Regions from separate parts of the Mus musculus genome. Here all the other regions are linked to region 6. Evidence: chromatin contacts called from public promoter capture Hi-C data. All regions are on one chromosome and are shown on one strand. The core of a region is the stretch at or near the end of the contact, and the rest is flanking DNA. Distances in the headings are between cores, read along the strand shown. Region 1 holds the start of Mmd2 (monocyte to macrophage differentiation-associated 2). Region 2 holds the start of Radil (Ras association and DIL domains). Region 3 holds the start of Wipi2 (WD repeat domain, phosphoinositide interacting 2). Region 4 holds the start of Dnaaf5 (dynein, axonemal assembly factor 5). Region 5 holds the start of Ap5z1 (adaptor-related protein complex 5, zeta 1 subunit). Region 6 holds the start of Gna12 (guanine nucleotide binding protein, alpha 12). Region 7 holds the start of Slc29a4 (solute carrier family 29 (nucleoside transporters), member 4).

Evidence for each region. Promoter capture Hi-C pulls out the DNA fragments that hold promoters and counts their contacts. Capture Hi-C pulls out chosen DNA fragments and counts their contacts.
Region 1: a contact with region 6 is called in a promoter capture Hi-C map of hippocampal neurons, with 8 times the contacts expected there. The contact joins the promoter of Mmd2 here to the promoter of Gna12 in region 6. A contact is called at or near these places in 4 of 39 promoter capture datasets (3T3-L1-derived adipocytes, cranial neural crest, hippocampal neurons and 1 more), 1 of 484 Hi-C or Micro-C datasets (cerebellar granule neurons), 3 of 115 datasets of contacts at active chromatin or transcription factors (astrocytes, embryonic forebrain and forebrain) and 2 of 9 other capture datasets (embryonic stem cells and liver).
Region 2: a promoter capture Hi-C map of hippocampal neurons shows a contact between it and region 6, with 14 times the contacts expected there. The contact joins the promoter of Radil here to the promoter of Gna12 in region 6. A contact is called at or near these places in 15 of 39 promoter capture datasets (the 3T3-L1 cell line, 3T3-L1-derived adipocytes, the SN4741 cell line and 10 more), 6 of 484 Hi-C or Micro-C datasets (the N1E-115 cell line, cerebral cortex, cortical neurons and 3 more) and 3 of 115 datasets of contacts at active chromatin or transcription factors (astrocytes, embryonic stem cells and forebrain).
Region 3: a promoter capture Hi-C map of adipose tissue shows a contact between it and region 6, with 4 times the contacts expected there. The contact joins the promoter of Wipi2 here to the promoter of Gna12 in region 6. A contact is called at or near these places in 8 of 39 promoter capture datasets (the 3T3-L1 cell line, 3T3-L1-derived adipocytes, the C10 cell line and 5 more), 1 of 484 Hi-C or Micro-C datasets (CD4 T cells), 5 of 115 datasets of contacts at active chromatin or transcription factors (the 230-238 cell line, astrocytes, embryonic forebrain and 2 more) and 3 of 9 other capture datasets (adipose tissue, embryonic stem cells and liver).
Region 4: a promoter capture Hi-C map of erythroid cells shows a contact between it and region 6, with 24 times the contacts expected there. The contact joins the promoter of Dnaaf5 here to the promoter of Gna12 in region 6. A contact is called at or near these places in 1 of 39 promoter capture datasets (erythroid cells) and 1 of 484 Hi-C or Micro-C datasets (rod photoreceptor).
Region 5: a contact with region 6 is called in a promoter capture Hi-C map of adipose tissue, with 6 times the contacts expected there. The contact joins the promoter of Ap5z1 here to the promoter of Gna12 in region 6. A contact is called at or near these places in 10 of 39 promoter capture datasets (the 3T3-L1 cell line, the C10 cell line, cranial neural crest and 6 more), 22 of 484 Hi-C or Micro-C datasets (B cells, the C2C12 cell line, CD4 T cells and 17 more), 11 of 115 datasets of contacts at active chromatin or transcription factors (the 230-238 cell line, the NIH/3T3 cell line, differentiating embryonic stem cells and 8 more) and 2 of 9 other capture datasets (adipose tissue and liver).
Region 7: a promoter capture Hi-C map of hippocampal neurons shows a contact between it and region 6, with 7 times the contacts expected there. The contact joins the promoter of Slc29a4 here to the promoter of Gna12 in region 6. A contact is called at or near these places in 4 of 39 promoter capture datasets (the C10 cell line, cranial neural crest, hippocampal neurons and 1 more) and 1 of 115 datasets of contacts at active chromatin or transcription factors (astrocytes).

What each region holds. Positions count from the first base shown.
Region 1 is chr5:142,607,126-142,610,167 of GRCm38.p6, reverse strand. Mmd2 (monocyte to macrophage differentiation-associated 2) reads left to right here and starts at 1,416. Exons shown (of 7, transcript NM_175217.6): 1 at 1,416-1,610. The coding sequence starts at 1,561.
Region 2 is chr5:142,549,793-142,552,728 of GRCm38.p6, reverse strand. It overlaps Radil (Ras association and DIL domains), which reads left to right and starts at 1,631. Exons shown (of 15, transcript NM_178702.4): 1 at 1,631-1,749.
Region 3 is chr5:142,628,284-142,631,662 of GRCm38.p6, reverse strand. It overlaps Wipi2 (WD repeat domain, phosphoinositide interacting 2), which reads right to left and starts at 2,079. Exons shown (of 12, transcript NM_178398.4): 1 at 1,831-2,079. The coding sequence starts at 1,904.
Region 4 is chr5:139,148,680-139,152,042 of GRCm38.p6, reverse strand. Dnaaf5 (dynein, axonemal assembly factor 5) reads right to left here and starts at 1,808. Exons shown (of 13, transcript NM_001081265.2): 1 at 1,208-1,808; 2 at 376-560. The coding sequence starts at 1,796. It also overlaps a transcript of Prkar1b not described here.
Region 5 is chr5:142,462,281-142,465,280 of GRCm38.p6, reverse strand. Ap5z1 (adaptor-related protein complex 5, zeta 1 subunit) reads right to left here and starts at 1,350. Exons shown (of 17, transcript NM_172725.2): 1 at 1,146-1,350. The coding sequence starts at 1,186.
Region 6 is chr5:140,828,865-140,832,040 of GRCm38.p6, reverse strand. Gna12 (guanine nucleotide binding protein, alpha 12) reads left to right here and starts at 1,610. Exons shown (of 4, transcript NM_010302.2): 1 at 1,610-2,047. The coding sequence starts at 1,745.
Region 7 is chr5:142,700,285-142,703,355 of GRCm38.p6, reverse strand. It overlaps Slc29a4 (solute carrier family 29 (nucleoside transporters), member 4), which reads right to left and starts at 1,255. Exons shown (of 11, transcript NM_146257.2): 1 at 1,065-1,255.

The DNA of each region.
Region 1 (3,042 bases), core at 167-2,666, 1.8 Mb before region 6:
CGGGGTGATGCACACCTTTAATCCCAGCATTGAGGCAGAGGTAAGTGGATCTCTGAGTTCAAGGGCAGCCTGGTCTACAGAGTGGTAGCCAGGGCGACCCAGAGAAACCCTATCTCTAAAAACAAAACCGCCACCACCAACAACAAAAAGAATCTAGGAGACAGGAACTCTGGCATTAAGTTCACAATATTTCTTTTATTCAAGGCCAGCCCCCAGCCCAGGATCAAGGTCCAGCTCACATTTAGGGGTGGCCTTCCTTCCCTTACCCAACCAATAAGATCCCTCACAGACATGCCCAGAGGTTGTATCTTTGGTGATTCTAGATCCTGCCAAGTGGAAAGTCAACAATAGTAGCTGTCATGAACACCAAAGACCATCTTGCCCCTGCAGCTCCCTCAAGGGGTGTTCAAAATGTTCAGAGACAGATTGGGTTCCCACGTCCTCCAAAGATGTCACGCCCCCCCCTAAAGCAGAAAGCTGAATCTGGTGGCTGGTGAGCCAGCTCAACAGGTAAAGATGCTTGTCTTCAAGCCGGAAGACCTGAGTTTTGTCCCTAAGTTGTCCATGGTGTAGGAACAAAGCTAACTCCTGCAAGTTGCCTTCTGCCCTCTACACGCATGATAAATACGTAACTGCAGGCGGCTGGAGAGCTTGCTCAGCGGTTGAGTGCTTCCTGTGCATACAGAGGATTGGAGTTCGAATCCCAACACCCGCTTCGGTTGCCTCACAACTGCCCCTAACTCCCGCTCCTGGGGATCCCAGACTTCTTATCTCCACACACTTGCACTCACATATGCACATAGCCCCACCCCCACCCTGCGCACATATACACACATAAATTAAAAATAAATGCTTTAAAATATTAAAATGCAATAAAGTAATAATAAAAAGAAAACTGGAGTTTGAAGACATGAGGATAGACTTGGGGCTGTAGATTCTGAACATGATGGAATGTCCCCATCTTGGTACTGGGATGTGGATGTGAATGGGGATTGGGGCAGGGGGCAGGGGGGAGGGGAGCAGCGGCGAAGGTGGAATGGGAGGGGGTGGAGCAAGATGGTTCCTAGAGACACAGAGTCCTGGATGGTAGGGTGGATTCAGGGCTAAGAGCCTGCAATAAGTAAACTGAGGGTGCCACCTAGTTCGGTCCCCAGGCGTCCCCTGTGGCTTTGCAGTGCTGCCCGGATGGCAAGCCGTAACAGAGGCAGTTCAGTCTAGTCCAAGCTGTCTTCTGCTGGCTAGAACAGCAATGGGGTGGAGGGGACCCGGGGAGAAGCTAGCAGGAGGGAGGGGGCCTCCCAGCCGGGCGATTGGCAGCGTGCGCCCAAGTCCCCCCCATATCCCGCCCCCGCCCCGCCCCCGCCACCATCTGCTCGGGATTTGCGATCCGGGAGACTCCAGGCTCAGGGGCTCGGGGCTCCGGAGGCAACTGATCGGGTCTGTTCAAGGCCCTGGAGCAGCCCGAGGATCTGACACCTTTCCAACCTGCTGCGCCTCCCGAAGCGGCTCCTGGTGTTCCCGCGTCCCAGCCCTGGTCTGGGCGCTGATGGAACCGCGGCGATGTTCACTCTGGCCAGGCTGCTGGATTTCCAGAAAACCAAATATGCAAGGTGAGTAGCGGGTCAGGGGGTGATAGACAGGGGCCAGGACACCAAGATCCTTCTTTCCTTTCCCCACTGTCTGGAGAACTGGGCTCGATGCACAGACCCCGTTGCCTGGGGCTAGAACAACCCAGCTTCTTCATAACGGAGTGGTAATTGTCACCCCGCTTTTGCGCTCAGCGCAGCGGATTCTCCGAGTTTCCTTTTTCCCCTGGGCGAGGTGCTTCTTCGGTCCAAAGCTCAGTTTCCACATTTGCGACCCGGTGAACTCTGAGAGTCTCCACCATTCGGAACCACGGAGGATTATATGAGATGATCCTTAGAAAGCAAATCTAAGGGTGGGGGAACTGCTCCATCCCTGTGGAGCTCTCTGGGGTCCTCCCTGAACCCAGATTTCTTTTCTTTTCTTTCTTTTATTTTATTTATTTATTTTTTGAGTCAGGTCTCACTATAGTAGTCCTGGCTGGCTTGGACCCTCCTTTGTAGACCAAGCTGTCCTTTGACCTCACAGAGCTCTGTCTAGCTCGGGAACACTGGTCCTTCTTTTCCTGTTTTCGAGACAGTCTTGCTACATACCCTAGGCTGGCCTTGATCTCACTATGTAGCCCAGGCTTGTCTTGAACTTAATTCTTCAGCCTTAGCCCCCCTGGATGCTGAAATTAGGGCTGGGACTCACAAGAGTATATTTTAGTTAACATTTTGTATACCTGATTCCCATCTGAACACGTTAGTTGTGAGTTATTTTGCATTGTGTTTTTTTAATACGAAGTTTTCATTATCTGGTGTGCATTTTGATTTGATTTGGTTGTCTTGAACGAGTATCATTATTATTACTATTATTTTTATTGCATGTGGGGTTGTGTACCCCACACATATATGGAGGTCAGACAATGTTGTGGAGTTGAATCTTTCCTTCCCACTATCTATGAATTCCAGAGATTGAACCCTGGTCTCCAGGCTTTTGTGGCAAACTCCGTGACTTGCTGAGCCATCTTGTCATGCCTTTCCTAGTCCTTTTTTTAATTTTATTTTTAAAAAATGTCTCATTCTATAGCCTAGTAGCCCAGGCTTCTCTGAAACACACTATGTGGCCCAGGTCAGCCTTACACGGACAGCAGTCCTTTGGCCTCAGCCTCCTGAAGGCTGGGATTACAAGTGTGGGCTGGTATGCCTGGCTGCTCATGGAGATGTGATTGCCTCTGTGGCGGATGGAGAGATAGGCCTTTGAGAAAAGACCCGGTCGTAGGAGATAGAACTGTTTCACTTGAGTAAATGGTGAGCCTCCAGGCTCACCATTTCTCTGCACACTTGCAGATTTACTGCCCCAGAACTGAAGCCAGCAATAGACTTGGATGTTCCAGTCTCCAGAGCCTCTGTTCTGTGGATCCTAAGCTGGTCCCTAACTCACAGCTGGGGATGGTCTCAAATTCCCGATCTAAGT
Region 2 (2,936 bases), core at 382-2,881, 1.7 Mb before region 6:
GTCCCCTTCCCCTGGTCTCAAACATGGGGCCATTACTTTACAGCAGCGGTTCTCGACCTATGGGCCACAACCCCTTTTGGGATTGCATATCAGGTATCCTGCATACCAGATATTTACATCCCAATTCATAACAGTAGCAAAATTATAAAGTAGCAGTGAAATAATTCTATGGTTGGGGGTTACCACAACATGAGTGTTTTAGTTAGGGGTTCATTGCTGTGAAGAGATGCTATGACCAAAGTAAAAGAAACATTTATCTGGGCCTGCTTACAGTTTCAGAGGTTCAGTTCATTATCATCATGGTGGGAAGCATGGCAGCATCCAGGCAGGCATAGTGCTGGAAGAGGAACTGAGAGTTCTGCATCTCGATCCGCAGGCAGCAGGAGGCTGACCATATGTCATACTAGGTGTAGCTTGGGCATAGGAGACCTCAAAGTCCACCCCCACAGTGACACACTTCCTCCAACAAGACCACACCTCCTAATAGTGGCACTCTCTATGGGCCAAGCATTCAAACACAGAAGTGTATGGGGCCATATCTATTCAAACCACCCAGTGAGGAACTGTATTAAAGGGTTGCAACATTAAGGAAAGTTGAGAACTACTTCTCTACAGTATAGTTCTTGACAAACTGCCCACAAAAAGATATACTTCTCGGGTTAGGGTGTGCAGTTTGAGATCACTGAACATACCAGAGAGAAGTCAAAGCAAAATACATTATTTGGGTCAAGGACCTAGAGCTGATTTGGTCCCATTTTGCATGGTTTAAAGTTAGTCTGCCATAATTTGACTTGTGTTTTTAAAATTCTGGCTGCTTAGGGTTGAAGTGATTCAGTTGGTAGAGCATTTGTATTGCATACATGAGGCCCTTGGTTCGATCCCCAGAACTACATTAACTAGGCATGGTAGTGCAAGCTTGTAATTCCAACACAAGGACAATGGAGGTAATAGCATCAGGAGTGCAAGGCCAGCCTTGGTCACATGGAGTTTGAGGCCAATCTGGCATCTATGAGACCCTATCTAAAATGTAAAATAAAATTCTACGAAGGATACATTAAAATTAAAGAACTGGGGTTAAATGCTGACAACACACACTATATACACGTATGCAATTGTCAATGAATAAATAAAAATATATTCAATAAAATAAAAGTCTGGCCTTCCTGTCCCTGGTCAGTTTCATGCATATTCAGTTATGTACCTGTCCATCTTTGTCCACCCCTCCACCTTCGTCCACTAACTGGGGTGGAGGCCAAACACCACCTACTTGATCATAGAGTACACAACCCCAAAGCAGGGGGGCCCAAGAACAGGCCACGCCCTTCTTTCCTGCAGCCCCGCCCCTTGAGATACCACGACTCGACTTTGGGAAACTAGCCCCGCCCCCTTGCCGAGGCCACGCCCACTCAAAGGCCACACCTCTTAGAGAATCGTTCTTACCGTTGGGGACCAGAAGGGGGCGCTAGCGCACAGCCTATCTTTCTCGGTCGGCCAGGCCCGCCCTAATACATGTGACCCCGCCCACTCGAGGCTCCGTCTCTGCCCATTGGGCGCTGAGGTGTCAAGTTTCTGTTCGTCTCGCCCGACTCCCCGCCCTTAGAGGCTCCGCCCCCAGAGGCCCCGCCCCTTCGGAGGCCTCGCCCTGTCCGTTGCGCGGCCGGCAGGAGGCGCTTCGAGCCGGGCGCCAGCTCGGCTAACGGCGGGCGTGGGAGCCGCGCGCGGGGGACGCAGCTGACAGGCTGCGCTGAGGTGAGTGCGGGGCGCGAGAAGGAAGGTCAGCAGAGGCCGAGGATGGCCCAGGAGGTGCGGCTGGGCCACTGCGGGGACCCGCGGAGGGTGCGGAGACCGCGGGCTGAGACACGGGTGGCGGGGCACGCGCTGGGGCGGGGCCGCGCTGGTCACGGTCCCCACGGCGAGTCCGGGCGCGATGGAGGCAGGCTTGCTCGGTTGCCATGGAAACCGGCGAGCGCACGGGGCCTGGAGCGGCCCGGGGGAGCTGCACCTGAAGGCCGGGTGGGCGCGGGTTGCGTGGCCCCGTGGACTTCCAGGGGCAATCCGGGTTCCGTCACTCGTGGCCAAGGGACCTTTCCAGGCCTCAGTTTACCTGGTAGTGCTTTGGAGGTGCAATCTAACCTGGAACAACCCGAAAGAGCTCAAGGCGGGAGTCCCGCACTCGCCCACCAGGATGGTGGTGACACCCCCGCCTACACCCGTCCCGCATCGCGTCTCCTCCCCATCGGTGTGCCCGCGAGAGGCATTGTTTCTCCAGCTATTTCTGTATCATTTCCAGCCAGTCCCCCGACAAGTGCCGCGCCTGAGACAGATGCTGAGCTGGAGCTCCGAGGCCCTCAAAGGGATCTGGCTTCTGTCCCTGGGGAGCCCTGGGATGGGGGCCTGACAGGCTGCAGACCTGCCCGGCCCAGCCTCTGTCGCCTGTCGAGTGTTTGGTTAATCTGAATTACCAAAAAGAATTTGATTACTGGTGTCTCTCGGTGCTGCGGGCCACCTCTTGTGCATTCCAGAGAGGAGCTTCTCTTTAATCCTGCTGGGAGAAGTCAGTCCCTTTTTGCTAAGTGACTAGCGGCCCAAATGAAACCTGATTGAATTATGCTTGCCTTTAAAGCCGCCCTCCAGCTGGAGCCATAAAGATAGGATTTGTGGATGAGGGGAGGAGGCTAATGCGCCGTCTGCAAAGTTGACTGCTCAGTTTTTCTTCTGTTGGAATGATAATGTGTTCCACATTGTCCTGTTGGAACAGAGACGTCCCTCCACCCATGTCAGCCGTCGTTGACCTCACTGCCTGCCTGGTCTCTGTGACTTAACCTTACTTTTTTTCCTTTTCTTTCTTTTTTCTCTTTTCTTCCTTTCTTTTTTTCTTTTTTAAAAAAGCAGAATCGGAGAACAAGAAAAGAGACAATTTCTGAGGCAGCCACGGC
Region 3 (3,379 bases), core at 830-3,329, 1.8 Mb before region 6:
TCCTGGAACTCCAGAGCTCTGTAGACCAGGCTGGCCTTGGATTCCGAGATCCTCCTGCCTCTGCCTCCCAGTACTGGACTCAAGGTGCCTGTCACCAAGCCTGTGTTCTCGTGTGCTCTAAGTCATGGCACTGCACTGAACTCCCTGCATAGCTCGAACCTACAATTCCTTCCAACGTAGGTTTCTAGATCTCTTTGGCAAGTCAAAAAATGACACAAGTCTTGTTTTTAAATACTAACTTCATAACCTAGTGGGTTCAGGGCTGAGGGAGGGGTGTCTCAAAATAAGTAAGTAATATTAGAATTTCCTAGTGATCCTCAAACCCTGATGGTTCAGAGGCCAAATCACTACTGGTTAGAAATGCTTTCCTCCCACCTGCATGGAGCCTGCTTACTCACTAGGCAAATTGCAACAGGTTGTCCCTGTAGCCTTTGTTGTGCTGGCTTTAGGACACGACACAATTTTTAGCAGCCTGAACGTGTGAGAGGTACACACCTGCCAGTGTGCATACACTTGTGTGGAGGTCAGTTGTTTAGGCCAGGTGTCTCCCTCTTTATTTACCAAAGTAGGGTCTCTTCCCTGAACCCCAGAGCTCACTGACCCTGCTCATCTAACTAGCCAGGGATCTGCTGGGATTATAGACAGCTGCCTAGCTTTTCTATGGGTGCTGGGATCCCAACTCTGGGCCTCAGAGTTGTGTGACAAGTGCTTTATCCACTGAACCAGCTCTCCAGTGCCCAGGTCCACTATTACTTCTGGACTCAGTGTCTTTAGCATTCTGTTCTAATGTAGAAAAGACCCAGTGTGTTACAACGGAAAGAACACCAGGAGAGCAACCTCAGGGGATGAGAACCCAAGCCTGCCCCATCCCACTATTAGCCAACTTTAAGATCCTGACAGACTCTAGCCCTTTCTGAACTTCACAGTCTCATTTGTGGCTGGTCCCAATTTCAGGACAGCACCTCCTTCTTGAGCTCGTCTAAAGGTCCAACTGAGCACCTGTTGCACCTCCCTCCACACAGGTACTTGCCATTCTCCAATCTAACTTTTAAGTGAGGAAAAACAAAAGCCTCAGTCCCTGCCTTGCTAATGCTATTGTGCCAGTAGCGACCAACTACTTAGTGTGATGCCAAGTGACCCATTCCTCCTCCTCTTACATCACTTCCTCTTACTCACTTCCCAAGATGGCTCTTCTCCCTTCCAGTCCCATAACTCATCCATCCTTCATCAGAAACCTCATCTATTACCTACCTTCCAGGTATGCCAACGAGGCAGCCTTGAAGAACCAGATGGGGAACTACAGGAGTTCAGTCCGGTAAAACAGTGGACCGGTACGAAGGTTCTTTTTTACCCCAGGAATAGCCCACCTCACCCCCTTTTGAAGCTCCCAGACCCCTTGAGGATAAAGTCTCAGATCGAAGGCCTGGATTACTACTGCCGTTTGGTCCTTTTTTGGAGGAGACCAAAGTTACTTGCCAGAAAGGTCGGCAGAGAAGAAATAAGCAAACAGAAAAAGAAAAGCCATGAAAAGCGACAGAAGCAGTGAGGATACAGATGTATAGAAAGGGGGAGGCGGGCGATGCCCAGGATGGCCGCAAAACCGAGTCCGGGTGACAGGCGCAAACCGGCGTGCACAGTTCCTTCCTAACTTTGCGAAAGGCCAGGTCTCAGGACAGGTGGATGGGGGCACCCCGAGTTCCATCACCTCCCCCGGCCCAGGAGGCAGCAGCGCTCGAGCGGCCGCGCGGGCTCAGCACGCCCCCCGCCCATACCCCTCAACCTGACCAGCCCTGGTCTCTGCCCCGGCCCCGCGTCCGCGCCCGGCCTTACGTGTTATCCTGGTTGAAGTTGGCGAACAGCAGCTGGCCGGCGCCGGCCTCTCCGCTCTGGCTCGCCAGGTTCATGGCTGCGAGCGCGCGACGGCCTCGGACCCCCCTTGGCGGGAGCGCGCGCAGCTCGACTCGGGCGGCCCGCGGGAGCACGCTACACTCAGGATCGACGTCCGGTCCGGCAGGTCGCCCCGCTCGCCGCCTCTCGCTGCGCGGGGACCAACTGCCGCCTCATCCCGTCCCCACTCTTGTTTATGCTCCAGAGCCGGGACGGGCTGCGCGCTTGCGCGGTCCCGCCCACCCTCGCGTCGCACGGCGGCGTTCCGCGCAGGCCCGCTGCGTAGGCCCCGCCTCTTCGCCGCAGGCATCCGCGGGTGTTTCCGGTCGACTGCGCATGCATAAAGGTGCGCTGGTGGGTGCGCCTGCGCGTGGCGGAGAGTGGGCGGGGGCTTGCTGTCTGAGAACGGCGAGTTACCTCGTTGGTCCTGAGTCGTTGATCATTGTTCTAGGAACTTTGGCGCACCGCGTTGCTCGAAGAGAATGTCGCACGTCCGTTTTGCAGATTTGAAAAGCGAGGCGCAGAACTGCAAACGATTTGCCAAATGTTGGGTCTGAGACTGGAAAGGCGCGTGCGGTCACGGTCCTTGGGACAGGATTCTACTTTAAATGTATTGGTCCGTGCAACAGTCTATGGGAAGCACCTTTCTCTCCTTCCCGCTGCTTCCCTTCTTTCCTTTCTCTTCTTCCCTTCAAGGAGATAGAAATGTTCTGGTGGCGAAGGTCCTGGAGAAGAGAGAGACTTGTTCTGTGCTGTTAGAACTGAACCTCTAGGCAAGAGGCTGGTAGTTCCCAAGAGCAGTGTGCTGTCCTTGAGGACAGTTAAGCGGGGAGCAAAGTCGAACTTTGTTAGTACAGCCAGAGGGGCAAAGATGGCAAAGTTGTTGAGGAAAAGATGGCGCACACTTTCCCACCCTTCCTGTTTCGTGTTTTTGTTTTGTTTGTTGTCTTTGGATCGGGGCTCATCTATCTTAGGCTAGCTTTGGACTCTGTAGCTGAGGTTGACCTTGAATTCCCGGTCTTCCTGCCTTTACCTCTTAAAAGATTATGGAGCTGCACCACCACGCTTGTTTAAAGTAGCCTTTAAAATGGTTTGCTTTAGCCTTTGGAGACCTTGGCTCTTCTGGAACTCACCATCTTAATCTTCAATGCATAGAAATATACTGCCCTCGGCCATCTGCCCTCCGTCCTCTGCCCTCTGGTGCTGGAATTAAATGTGCTACGATTCCCAGCTTTTCTTTTTTTTTTTTTTAATGAATTCTTTAAGAATTTCATGCAAAGCATTTTGATCATATTCAACCTCACCACCACCCAGATCCACTCTTCTTCCCTACCCACCCAACTTTATGTCTTTTTTTTTTTCAGTCTTTCTTTTTTAAACCCACCAATTCCATTTTGTGTTGCCTATATAGTTTTGGATATGGTCTTCCACTGGAAGACCTATCGGAGATCATACATACCCTTGAAGGAAATTGATTCCCCGTTCCCAGCAG
Region 4 (3,363 bases), core at 559-3,058, 1.7 Mb after region 6:
CTTCTCCTCCTCCCACCTAGCCAGGGTCATGTGCTCCCCCTTCACTTGTTTCCTCCCTTGGAGACAGAGCCTGCCTACCACCAGTCCTTTCTCTTTAGGGGACATTACCATAAGCCACAACAGTCTAAGGTCTGAGACAGGCCTGTGCTCTGAAAGCCAGTGAGTGCTCTGTCTACATCTGGAGGGCTCCTGTCTGCCCCCCACCAGCATGGAGACCACCCCAGCACCGGACTTCCACTTCCGTTCTGTCCTTCCCGGCAAGGCCCTAAGCACTAGGCCCTGCACTGAAATTCTCTCAGTGGATGAGCACATGAGGACACTTCTATTAACAGAAGCACATGGTTTCAGGACTGTCAAGCAGAAAACTCCCAGTACCTGAGGGACGTCATCGAAGAGTCTTTGAGCAAAGTGGGAAAGGACATCATCCACCGAGTTCCCACTGCCAAACTGGATCACAGTGCCCGTGGCTTCGATAACGGCTACCCGGACCTTCCAGTGCTGGTGGGAGATGGTCTGCATCAGGGGGCCTATCAAGGACTCCGATTGCATGTGGAAGTGCTCTGTGGGATTAGGGAGGCTGCTGGTTATGCGATACAGCTGCATGGGGCCCTGTTCTGTGGCTACCATCAAACCTTCCTCTGGCCTCTGCTAGCCTCAGCTCCCACTTTTTCTCTCCAATGGTGCTGGGAGCTGCTTATGCTCCAGGCATCCGGAGGGATATATACACCTATTTCACAAAGTTGGCTCCCCCCTACCCCCGGGAAGACTTTAAACACTAGGTAGGGCCTCTTAACTTTTCCAAACTCTAGTCTAGAAGGAAAAAAGGGAAAAAGCCCTGATCAAGCAGGGCTGTAGATAGAGGGTAGAAATAAACGAGAAGCAGCCTCCCTTCATCCAGGAAGTTAGTGACCCGTGTCAGAGACAGAGAAGACACTGGAGTAAAGAAACTGAGTTGAGTTGTCCTTTCCCACATGAGTCCCATAACCCAGCATAAAAATGATCATGAAATGGGTGTGACACAGGTCTGAGAGTCTAGCACTTTAGGCTGAAGTAGAAGCAGCGTTATGTTTGACACCAGCCAGGGCTACATGGTGAGATCTCTTGTCTCGTGCCCCCTCCCATCGGAAATGACCTTACGAAGGAACCAGCCCACTTTAGTTCAGTTTCTGGACATCTAGGTAACCAGGGAAGCGGATAGGACGCTCACCCGGAGTGGCACGGGCCAGAGCGGCTGCGCACTCGCAGCCCTCCCGGCGCACCGCAGCGAAGGGGTCGAGCAGCGCGGCCCGCAAGGCGCGCACGGCGTCGTCCAGGTGGGGCGCGAGCGCGGCGCCGCCCAGGTCTACGGCGAGGTGGAGCAGCTGCACGAGGGCGAGACGCAGCTCCTCGCAGGGCTCCGGCGGCGGCCGCGCGAGTTCAGGTCGGGCCAGGCGTGCGCTGAGCGCCGGCAGCAGACGCGGCAGAGCGTCGCGGGGCCGCGCGGCGCGGCGCAGGCCAAGGTCGAGCAGGTGAGCGGCCAGCGCGCGGCAGCCCTCGGCCGGATCGCTTAGAAGCCGCAGCAGGCGCGGCAGCAGCAGACGGGCCCAGGGGCCCTGGAAGGCCGCGGAATCCGCGCCGGGCCGCACCGCCTCTTCCAGTACCTGCTCCAGAGCCTCCAGAGCGCGCCGCCGCCCCAGCTTACTTTCCGTCTCCAGCCCCGGTAGCAGGCGGCTTAGCGCGCGGGTCAGTTCCGCGGCTTCAGCCGCCTCGGTTAAGCCCGGGGCCGCGGCCACCTCCGCCTCCGCCGGCGCCGCCATCTTGAGCGCGTTGCCTGTCTCCAAGGGAACCGGCGCTAGTACGATGGTCCGAGCACGCTTTACGGCAAGACTTCCGGCTGCCTGGGTTGCTCGAGGCTGAGTGTGCGCCCCTTAGGAGTGATGCTGGGGGAGGGGCAGGGAGTAAGGGAGAGGCGGGGCCAGGGAAGTGGGCGGGCAAAGGGCTTAGAGGGCGGAGTGACGGGCAGGAGGACGAGAGAGGCTAAGAGAAGCAAGTGTAATTGGCTAGGTCCGGGAGTCTGGGGTGGGGCGCGAACCTTGAGGGCGAGGCAGAAGACAGCAAGCTCGGCAAGGGCCTTGGGCGAAAGAGGTAGTGGGCGGTACGAGGGGGTTGGTAGGCGGGACACGGGCCTCTTGGGTAGGGGCTTAGTGTAAAGAGAGGGGAATAAGGGATAATGGGAGGGGAAAGAACCAAATAGGCGGGGTGTGGACTTCGGGAGCATTGCAGGAGGTGGCAGGCGGAGCCCTGGTTTTGTGGGCGGGGCGAAGAATAAGGGTCTACGGGAAGGAGGCGGGGCAAGGAGTAGTGGGTTGGATGGGGGGGTAGGTGGGCGGGGCATGGGCCGCGCAGCTGGCTGACAAGTTTCAATAATAGGTGGGGTGCAGGTTTGGGGAAGGGACATAAAGCTCGAGGGAGGGGTGGGGGTCTGAGTAAGGTGAAGCGTGAGGATTGAGGTGCCTGAGACAAGGGCTGACAGGTGGGACGCAGGCCTTAGGGCGTGGCAAATGGCTAGGGGCGAGGCCAAGAGTGGGGCTGTCCTGTGCCTGAGTCTGGAACTTGGCCTGAGTGGCCAAGCTTCTGCAAGCCTGCACCTTCAGGTTCCTTTCCTCAGGGGCAGCTTAAGCTGAGGTTCTTTCTAATGGTGTAGATATGGCTGATCCTTACTGGGTTCCTCAGAGGTCATGAAGAAGTCAAGTGTGAATCTGCCACACGGTCTGACCTCAGTTTAGACATGAGGTATGCTCGATGGCTGGAAGTGTTTTTTTAGGGGGTCAGAGATGGTATTGTCAGTGGTCAGGACCCCCCACTGGGCACTTCCTAGGCCTGACTCAGTGCTGCATGACTTGGGCATCCAAACGAGTCACATCTGAGAACAGGCTTATAATGTTAGGGGTTGGGTTTTGTAACAAATTTGGCCTTTTTTTGTTGTTGACATTAGTTTTGTGGGAAATTGGTGTGAACCCTTAGGTGTTTTGAATGTGGCGTGGAAGCTTTAGGGGAACCATGTAAAATTGCTTAGGGTGGCAAAAGAGTTGTGAAGAGAGGTGACTGGCCAAGCAAAGGCTTGGTGTTAGAGGTGTCATGGACTCGTATGTCAAAGTCTTAAGCCTAGTCCATCAGAGTGTGAGTGTCTGGAGGTAGGATCTTTGCAGATGTCAAGATTGAGATATTGGGGCTAGCTGCTATCCTCATAAGGGGAATTTGGCATAGATGTGCAAGCCGTGAAAAGGCTTTGTGAATGTTAGGTGGGCAGACGGCAAGCCCAGGGAAGCAGCCCTTCCAACTTCATCTTAGCCCAGCATCCCAGTATGTGAGGGTTGTGGCCGG
Region 5 (3,000 bases), core at 101-2,600, 1.6 Mb before region 6:
TCTCTAAATAAATAAATAAATGGATCAGTTGTCTGTGGGCGCTGAGGAAGAGAGCCCCCAACTTCCTAAATCATGGCTGACAGTCCCACTATGGTGTCCTGACAGGGCTGATGGTTTGCAAACTGCCCCCATTTTGAGCCTGTCTGTCAGGTACTTGAACTTGGTTCTGCACTGTCTCTGCAGGTACCACATGTCCCAGGCCGAGGAAGGTCTCCAGTAGCTTTCCTACCACCCTCGCCTGCTTTGTTTCCTGCATCCTCCACCCAGAGTCTTATTGAGGCACCTAGAGAACAGGCTGGGTGAGCAAAAGGAGATACAAATGGCCCAGGGTTGTACCCAACTGGGGCAGTGATAAACCACAGATGCTATGAGACAGGATAGCGTTATTTTTGTGTTGGCATGAAAAGGTTACTGCTTAAAAATGAAAAGTACCCACCCAGTACTGAAGGCAAAGGAGGGCTGTGGGCCCATGGGGAGACTGTGTGGCTGGGTCACCAACCATTTTCCTAATAGATCTTAAGAAAACTGTCTTTGTTTTTTAATTTATTACATTTATTTATGTACATGTTGGGGTGCTCGAGTGGAGATCCAAAGACAACTTGCTGGAGTTGATTTTCTTCTTCCTCCCCGAGCCCCGGGGGTCGAATCGAGAGAGTCAGGCTTGGTGGCAAGGTCATTTACCTATTAAGTCCCTCTGTCTTCGGAGTACTGTCTTGTTCGTAGACTCCAGACTTTTAACTCTTTCAGGCTCTGGGAGATCCCAGAGATCTTAACCATTCTAAACTTTCCCCACGAGTGGCCCAGCTCAGAGTCCAGATTTGTCCCTTTGCATTTTCAGTTTACCAAATGCATCAGGTCTGGGCTTCGGGTAGTCGTTTCCTTCGCTGAATCACGTACCACCAAGTCTTGGGCTGGCTATTTGGGAAAGAACCTAGACTCTCAGTGCAGGGTCAGCACTAGCATGGACCCAGACACGATGAGGAGGATCCCTTAGCTGAGTTGTGCGCCTCACATTCCACGCAGGTCGCCCTGAGCCCCGGACCCGGCGCCACACGGAGACCCGAACCGTGCAGCGGGACCACCGCCTCCCCGCTCCTCCCCGGCTTCGTCTCACGCCCCGTGGCCCCAGCCCCAGATCGGCAGACCTGGCCTGGTGCAGCAGACTTTCCGCGCCCGCCGAGAACATGCCGACACGGCTCCAAGCCCACCAGTGCCCGAAACGTTGCCGCGGACTTCCGGGATCGTGTCACATGACGTGTCATGTGACCGGACTGTGTCTGCCCTCTTTCGCCCCACCTCTTACCCCCGCCACCACCCTCCCGCGTCCTGGCTGGATCACGTGGGAGAATCTGGAGCGCTAGCTGACGGCTTCCGGTGCCACACCACGTGGGAGGGCCATCCCTCCCACTCCCCCGCGCAAAAGACAGACCAGCTTCCGGTCCTGCGGCAGGTGGGCGGGGCGGGGCGGAGGCCTTGGCCAAAATATTGCAGTACAGAAGCCAGTTCCCGCCTAGCTCCTGGGCTTCTCTCCACGTCAGTCAGCAGCCAGGGAGTCATGGAACCGTGGTCCTTGGAACCCAGAACTCCTGGCTCCGAAACAGTTTCCTTTGATCCCGGAACTGCCAGTGGTAGACTCTAGACCTGGAGAGACTAGGCAGGCACATAGTTTAGCAGTAGGGTGACTAGATTTACCCCAGTGAGAGGCTGGGGGCGCGACTTGGTGGCAGAGAAAGAACATCCTTAGCAAAAGCTGTATGGCAGACACGTTTTATAAATTCTGTCAGGCTCTTTGCTGCAGAAATACCCAATGTCTTGCTAGTCTTGGGTTTTAAGATGAGGCCCTGGCACTATTCACCTATTTGGGTTGGGAGATGGGTGCCTATTGCACACACAGAAAAAGGAAACTGGTAGTAGACTGAGGAGCTGTCACAGTGGGAAAGACACTTGGACCCGTGTCTTTCTGGCTCTTGCCAATCAATACCTAGTGCTCATGGCCTAGTAATAAGCAAGGCTTCAGGGAGAAACGGGCAGAAGTAGAAACGGCTCAGCTGGTAAAAGTGAACATGAGTACCTGAGTTCCATCCCTGGGTGGCCATATAAAAATAAAACCCACACTTGCAGTCCCAGCACTGAGGAAGTGGAGATCGGAGTATCCCTAAGGGTTGCTGGCCGGCCCTAGCTTACTTGGCAAGTCCCAGGCCAACGAGAGATTCTGTCTCAGAGAAGAGGTAGGGCAAGAAAGAAGACTCAGAACCTGAAAGTGATTGACACACAGGCCTGACAGGCTGAGTTTGGGTCCTCAGAAGCTACATAAAACCTGAGCCCAGTAGTGTAAGGATTTGTAATCCCAGCACACCTACAGGAGATGGAGGAGGCAGGAGACTCTCCTGAGGCTGGAGGATAAGCCGCCCTGGCTTATGAGATGGTAAAGAGAATCTGTCTCAGACAAGGTGTAAGTAGCCATGAGGGTGGGCACCTGAAGGCTGTCCTCTGATCTGCTCACGTCTCCTGTGGCCAGTGTACATATGCCTATGCCTCTGCATGTGAACACACACCCCACTTGAGGAACAGCAGCTGAGGTTGTCCTCTGCCTCCACACAAATACACACACAGGTGCAGTCACACCCAAAAACATGTACACAGAAAAAAGGGACAAGTGGGTTGTTTCTCACCTGGCTGAGTGTCAGGATGAATGCCAGGGGCTCTGAGGCAGCCGCCATGGGGTGGTGGCTTGAGTGAGAATGGCTCCCATGGGCTCATATACTTGAATGTTTTGACCCCAGTTGGTGGAACTGTTTGGGAAGGGTTAGGGGGTGTGGCCTGCAGTCAAGTGCCCAAAGCATCCCCCATTAGCTCAACTCTGTCCTGCAGCGGCTGTCTCAATATGTAAACTCTCAGCTACTGCCCCAACCCTATGCCTGCTTGTCTGCTGCCACGCTCCCTGCCACAATGGTCATAGACTCTAACCCTCTGGAACTTCGAGCTGCAAATTAAATGCCA
Region 6 (3,176 bases), core at 361-2,860:
GTAATTTTCCCAGCCTGAGATAAATGAGACCTCTCTTAAAAGACAATAAACCGTGAGCTGGGGTGATCCCTTAGTGGGTACAGCATTGGCTTCAAAGGAGTGAGGACCTGTGTTCAGATTCGCTAGAATCCACACACAGCCAGACGCAGTAGCAGGCATCTGTACTCCAAGCAAGATGGGAAGTAGAGATGGGCTATCTTCAGTTTCTGAGCCAGCTACCCCAGCATATGCAATGGCAAACAATAAGAAACCCTGCCTCACACAAGGTGGAAGGCAAGGGCCAACACCAAAGGTTGTCTTCTGTTTGTAATAGAAAGTGGGATATGGAACAGGTACACATATTGAAAAAAAACATTTTGAGACAGAGTCAAGCTTTAGTCCAGGCTGGCCTCAAATTCCATATTTTCCTGTCTCGGGCTCTCTCAATACTGGGATTATATCACACAAGCTTGACCTCCTCTTGCAACATCATCTCTAGCCAAGATGGTGAGAGAGTTACTATGTAGCCCTGGCTGGCTTCAAACTCATCTCAATTCTCTTGCTTCTGTAATGATTCTCCATGCAGCACCAACACCCTTCAGACACCACACTTCAGACCACTATTCCACATCAAACTGCCTGAGTGATTATGACAAACACAGATGTGTGTGTGCGCGCTCGTGCATGTGTGTGCAAGTGTGTGTGTGTGTGTGTGTGTGTGTGCGCGCGCCAGTGCACATACATACAAAGGCCAAGAAGTCGCTCAACTGCCTCCCCTCTGTAACGTTTCAAACAGCTTCTCTCACTGAACCTTAAGCTTATCATTGGGGCTAGGATAGCTGCACAGCAAGTTACTGGAATTGGTCTTATCTTGGGTTTTGAGAGGTGGGGTTACAGGCACAACTGGAAATTTGAACTCATGTCCTCACACTTTCACAGTTCTTTCCCACTGAACCATCTCCCCTTAATCATATTTTAAGAAAGTGCCTAGGGAGACCCATACAATAATTTTGTTTGTTTGTTTTCTCCTTATTTGGGGCCCATGTAACACTCAAAGCAGCTTTTGTTTGAAAATGATGACCCACCCTGCTTCAATGTTTTTGGAAGGAAAACGACTGAGCTTTCTCCCTAAACTTAAGAGCAGGAGGACCTCATCGCTATTTCCCAACTTTGCAGCCACATCTTGGGCTCACAGCCGGACCAACCTGGGAATCAAGGCAGAGAGTCACTCTGTACACCTGGCACTTTTGGCCTCGCCCCATTTCCCACAACTTCCAATCCCAAGCGTAGTTATTGTGACTGACAAACGATCAGAGCACTTCTAATTGGTTGCGAAGGGCTTCAGCTCCTCCTCCTCAATGGCCCCACCTCCCTTTCATTCTGAAAGAAAGAAGTTTGCTCAGCAGTCCAATAAGAAGCTCCCTCATCGAAAAGATCCCGCCTTTTTCGGCACCGGCTCCGCCCCAAGGACCACAGGAGTGCCCGCCTCCTCCAAGGCACGCTTGTCCAGTAAAAAAGCGCGCTGCCCAAGATAGAAGACTTCCCAACCAATAAAAGAGTTTCTGCGCGGCGCCGCCCCGCCCTCCGCGCCTTCCCCTCCGCCCCTCAGCCGGCCCGGCGAGTGAGGGCCTCGGGGCGGCGGCGGCGGACGCAGCCTGAGGGAGCGGCGGGCGGGGCGGCGCCTGGCCCGGCAGGGCCGCGCCGGCTGAGGGGCGTCCATGGCGCGCGGGCCCCAGCGGGGCGCGGCCGCGGCCTGAGGGCGGCCATGTCCGGGGTGGTGCGGACCCTTAGCCGCTGCTTGCTGCCGGCCGAGGCCGGAGCCCGCGAGCGCAGGGCGGGCGCGGCGCGCGACGCGGAGCGCGAGGCCCGACGGCGCAGCCGCGACATCGACGCGCTGCTGGCCCGCGAGCGGCGCGCGGTGCGGCGGCTGGTCAAGATCCTGCTGCTGGGCGCCGGCGAGAGCGGCAAGTCCACCTTCCTCAAGCAGATGCGCATCATCCACGGCCGGGAGTTCGACCAGAAGGCGCTGCTGGAGTTCCGCGACACCATCTTCGACAACATCCTTAAGGTGACGCGCGGCCCCGCCCACACACACCTGGTCCAGGTGGCGCGCGGGCCCCGCCCCCTTTGTTCTCCACGGACCCGCGACCCTGCCACCCGGCGCCCCTCCCTTCCAATAGGGACCTCAAGCAATGCAGTTGGGGTTACTCCCGTGACCTCCCAGGGGCGCGATAGATTTGCAGAGCCCTGGACGCTTGGGGACCGTGGGAATGCAAGCTGGACCACTCTCAGGGACTTGGGTTACAAATAGGGTGTTAGGGCTGGACACGTGGATTGAGGGTCGCCAACTCTCCCTGTCCCTCCAGCATGCAAAGTTTATAGTGTAGGTTGGAGGACATCAGCCTTCGTTTTTTATTTGTAAATGAGAATTGACCATTTTATTCCCCCCACCACACACACACACACACATTATATCATATACCCCAGACTGGCCTTGAACTCACTCTGTAGCTAAGAATGACCTTGAACTCCTGATCCTTTCTCTCCTCAACTTCTCAAATCCTGGAATTACAGAGGAGGAGGGCGCTGTGTCACCATACTTTGTTCGTGTAGTGCTGGGATTGAATCCAGAACTTCATGCGTGCTAGGGAGGACATTACTAACTAGACTAAGTTGCCAGTGTTTGTATTTTTGAGATAGGGAGTCATGAAGCCCAGGCTGGCCTTGCCATGTAGACAAGGCTGACCTTAAACTCCTTATCCTTCTGACCCGTCTCCCCAGTGGTAGGATTACAGGCATGTGCCACCCATACTTTGTTCTTTAAACCTTTTAGTATGGTGATTTAACATACACACCAAGTTAGGTGAGATGTTAGAAGGAGCTTCGAGACACCCACTACCCAGCATTGAAACAAGGGTCAGTTCTGTGCCAATCGTGTTCGTCCCTAACCACCTCCCTACCTGTACCCCCGGCCTCACCCCGACCCCAGTCTCCAAGTTAATCCAAGATATATAGTTGTATTAGAAAACATCTTGGTATGTGACACTAAACCTGCTTTAAAAGCATATGTACAGGACCATTATAGAACTAAAAAAAGGAAGAGGAAAAAAAAAATTAGACTAGGAATATGGTTCAGTGGGAAAGCACCAGTCTAGCAAGTACAAGCCCAAGGCGTCCAACCTCTACACTGCAAAACA
Region 7 (3,071 bases), core at 6-2,505, 1.9 Mb before region 6:
TCAAAGAGGGCTCCGAGCTCTCAGTAGTCCTGTAAAACTAGGCACACAACACCAGTCTGAAGAAGAGATAACCAAAAAGGCAGAGGAGGGCCAAACCCACAGCCAGACAGCTCTAACTGAACCCTGACCCGGCTGACCACCACTGGCCTCTCTCAGATGCTGTAGGGATTGTCTCTCAGGCTGCTTGCCCCACATGTGCAGTCGGCAGAAGAGGCAGAAAAATTACATTTCACTTGGAAAGCCAGCCTGCTCAACCTCCTCGGGCCTTGAACTTCTGGCTCCAGCCACAAGTCTTGTTTACTAAGATGCCCTTGGATGCCCCTGTCCCGTGCCCAGACGTTGTTTAGGGAGTCTCCCTCAGCATCCTAAGGCTCCACTCCCCGCTGCAGGATTGTGGGTTTTGAGCTACTTTGGGCAGCTCCTCTGAGTGCCAGGGGACAGATGACTGTAACATCAATGCCACAGACTGGTCAAGGCCTGGGATGCCCGCAGGGCAGAGGGGTAGCCCAGGCCCATCTCTCTCCATGCTTTAGGTTCCTGCACAGTCCGGACACTAGCAGACCTTGATGTTTCTTCCGCAGGAAGCACTAGCAGTATCAAACTTGGACCCCGGCCCACAGGGCCACCAGCAAAGAGAGACTTCAGGGGCAACTCGGAGGTCGTGACCCAGTGCCCAGGCCCCGCCTCTGTCATAACCTTTTTCAAAACTAGAAGGAAGCTGGCTGGGCAGAAGGGCGTGATGGAAGGAGATGGGTCCGGAAGGAACTTCAGGTGCAAGGTCCCCTGAGGTGTGACCAAGGGAGGACATAATGCCGTGATCCGGCTCGGCCAAGGCCACCCGCGTCTGTCCCCTTCTAGAGCCTGCGTCCCGCCCTCGCAGCTCGGATGCAGGGGATCTTGCACTGTGCGAGGGTACCCATCCTCCCCGGACAAGGGGTGCGGCAACCATCCGGTGCCTGGGAGGGCGGAAGGGAGAGGCGGCGCGACTGGGGCCGCGCGCCGCAGACAAAGGCTCCGACAGGTCCCCGCCGGCGTCTCCCTGCCACCTCCGTGGCGACACTCACCTCGGGCGGCCCCAGGCTGGGATCCTCGCTGCCTGCCTGCCGCCCGCGCCCGGACCCTTTGCGCTGTGCCCCGCTTCTCGAGGCTTGGGACCGGGCGCGGCGGGCGTCCTGCTCGGTGTCCCGGTCCGCGGGCCCGGGTCCGTGAGCGCGTGCTGGGGGCGCAGCAGCTGCAGCGAGCTAGCCCGGCCCACGCCCCGCCCGCCCTCCTAGCTCCGCCCTCCTAGCTCCGCCCACCGCGTGACTCCGCCCAAGTCCCGCCTCCAACCACACTTTTCACCATCCAGATGCCCCGCCCACCCTCGTGGCCCCGCCCCTCACACCCCGCCCACTCCACAGGGCTCCACCCAGGTCCGGCCTCCAGTGGGGCCTACGGCCACTCAGTCTCCCAGTCTCCCTGCCCACGCTACATCCACTCTGTATAAATCCGCCCCTAAACCCCTCTTTCTCTCCTATACACTCCGCCCAATCTCTACCTGCGCTCTCCGCCCCTGGCCCTACCCAGTCTTTACCATATTCCCCGCCCCATTTTCTTTACCTATGCTCCACTCACTCTATATGACCCCGCCTCTGGCTCCGCCTCTGAACTGCCCACTCTAATGCCCCCAAGCCTCTTTGCTGTCTTCACCCTCGTTCCTTCTGTGCCCTTAGCCAGCCCCAACCCAGACCACAGAGCCTGCCCCCTTTCCCTGCCTTCCTCTCCGCTGGCCCTAGCCTCACCTCTATTCTTTCTTCACCCCTATTCCTTCCCCGCTTCCCTTGATGCGTGCTGGGCCCTTCTTCCATCCCCCTCTTCCCCTGCTCCTACTTCATTTGCCTAGTTCCACCCCCATTATTCCCACATGCTCCACTCTCCTCCTCTGGGCCCACTTCGTCCCACCTACCTGGCCTCACCTCTAGCCCTCATACATGACTTCTTATTCACTACCTGCTAGCTCCGCCCCATCACTTCCCTGTGCCACGCCCCCATGGCCCCTCCCACAGCCTTCACACCAGCCCTGCCTCTCTGCCCCGCCTCCCACTCCCATGCTTGTTTCCCCCACACTACCACTCCCCGACGGCGTGGACTCATCCTATGCTGGACCGTGGCTTTCAGCATAAGCGCTGCCTCTACCCATTCACACTCCACTTGTCTTTGCCCACTTCTCTCCACTCTCAGGTTACAGTATCTGACAGTCTAGCATACAGGAAGGTTTGGTGTCTTAGCTGGCCGTCCTCACTTCTCAGTCCCTTCACGATTCTTGCCAGGCTTAGTCTCCTGGAGCTCTAGGTGATCTGCGACAATCTGGGGCTGGCACTGATTGCTTCAGTAGGGCCTATTCTGACCCTGGTCCTGGCCACATGCCCCATGGGGGCCATAAAGATAAGACCAGGAATTAAGTGGGAACAGTACCCTAAGTCCTTACAAACTGGGACCTGTTAATGGGGGCCAGGAGTCTTCAGGACCGAGGCACAGAGAGATGCATTTGTCTGGATACCCCTCCTCTTGCCTGCATTCCCACTTCTTCGTGGAAGCCTGCTTGGTTCTACCCATGCCTGGGGGCTTTCTTGTCATCTTGCTAGCCTCTCTCTCACAGAGCAAAGTTCCTAGAAGTGTCTGTTTTTTTTTAATGGTCTCTTCTTACCGTAGTTCAGGTTGGTCTAGGATTCAGGGTTCTTGTGCCTCAGCCTCTAGAGTGTTGGAATGACAGGTGTGTATTACCATACATACCAGGGAACAGTGTGTGCCCCCTGACCTTCTTTCACAACTCTGTAAGCCACAGAGGTGACCTGTTGGAGGCTCCAGTGAGTTATAACAATGTCAATGTGCAAGCCCCCAAGGCTTTGCATAGTCTACAGCTCTGGGGGTATGATTGTAGCTCAGTACTATTTAAACTACGTGTGGTGCCTCATGTCTGTTATCCCAGCACTTGGAAAGTGCAGGCAGGTTGAGGCCAGCCTGGGCTACAGAGACCCTGCCCTTACTCCTACCCCACCATGGAACTAAAGGAGGAAGGAAAGGAGAGAAGG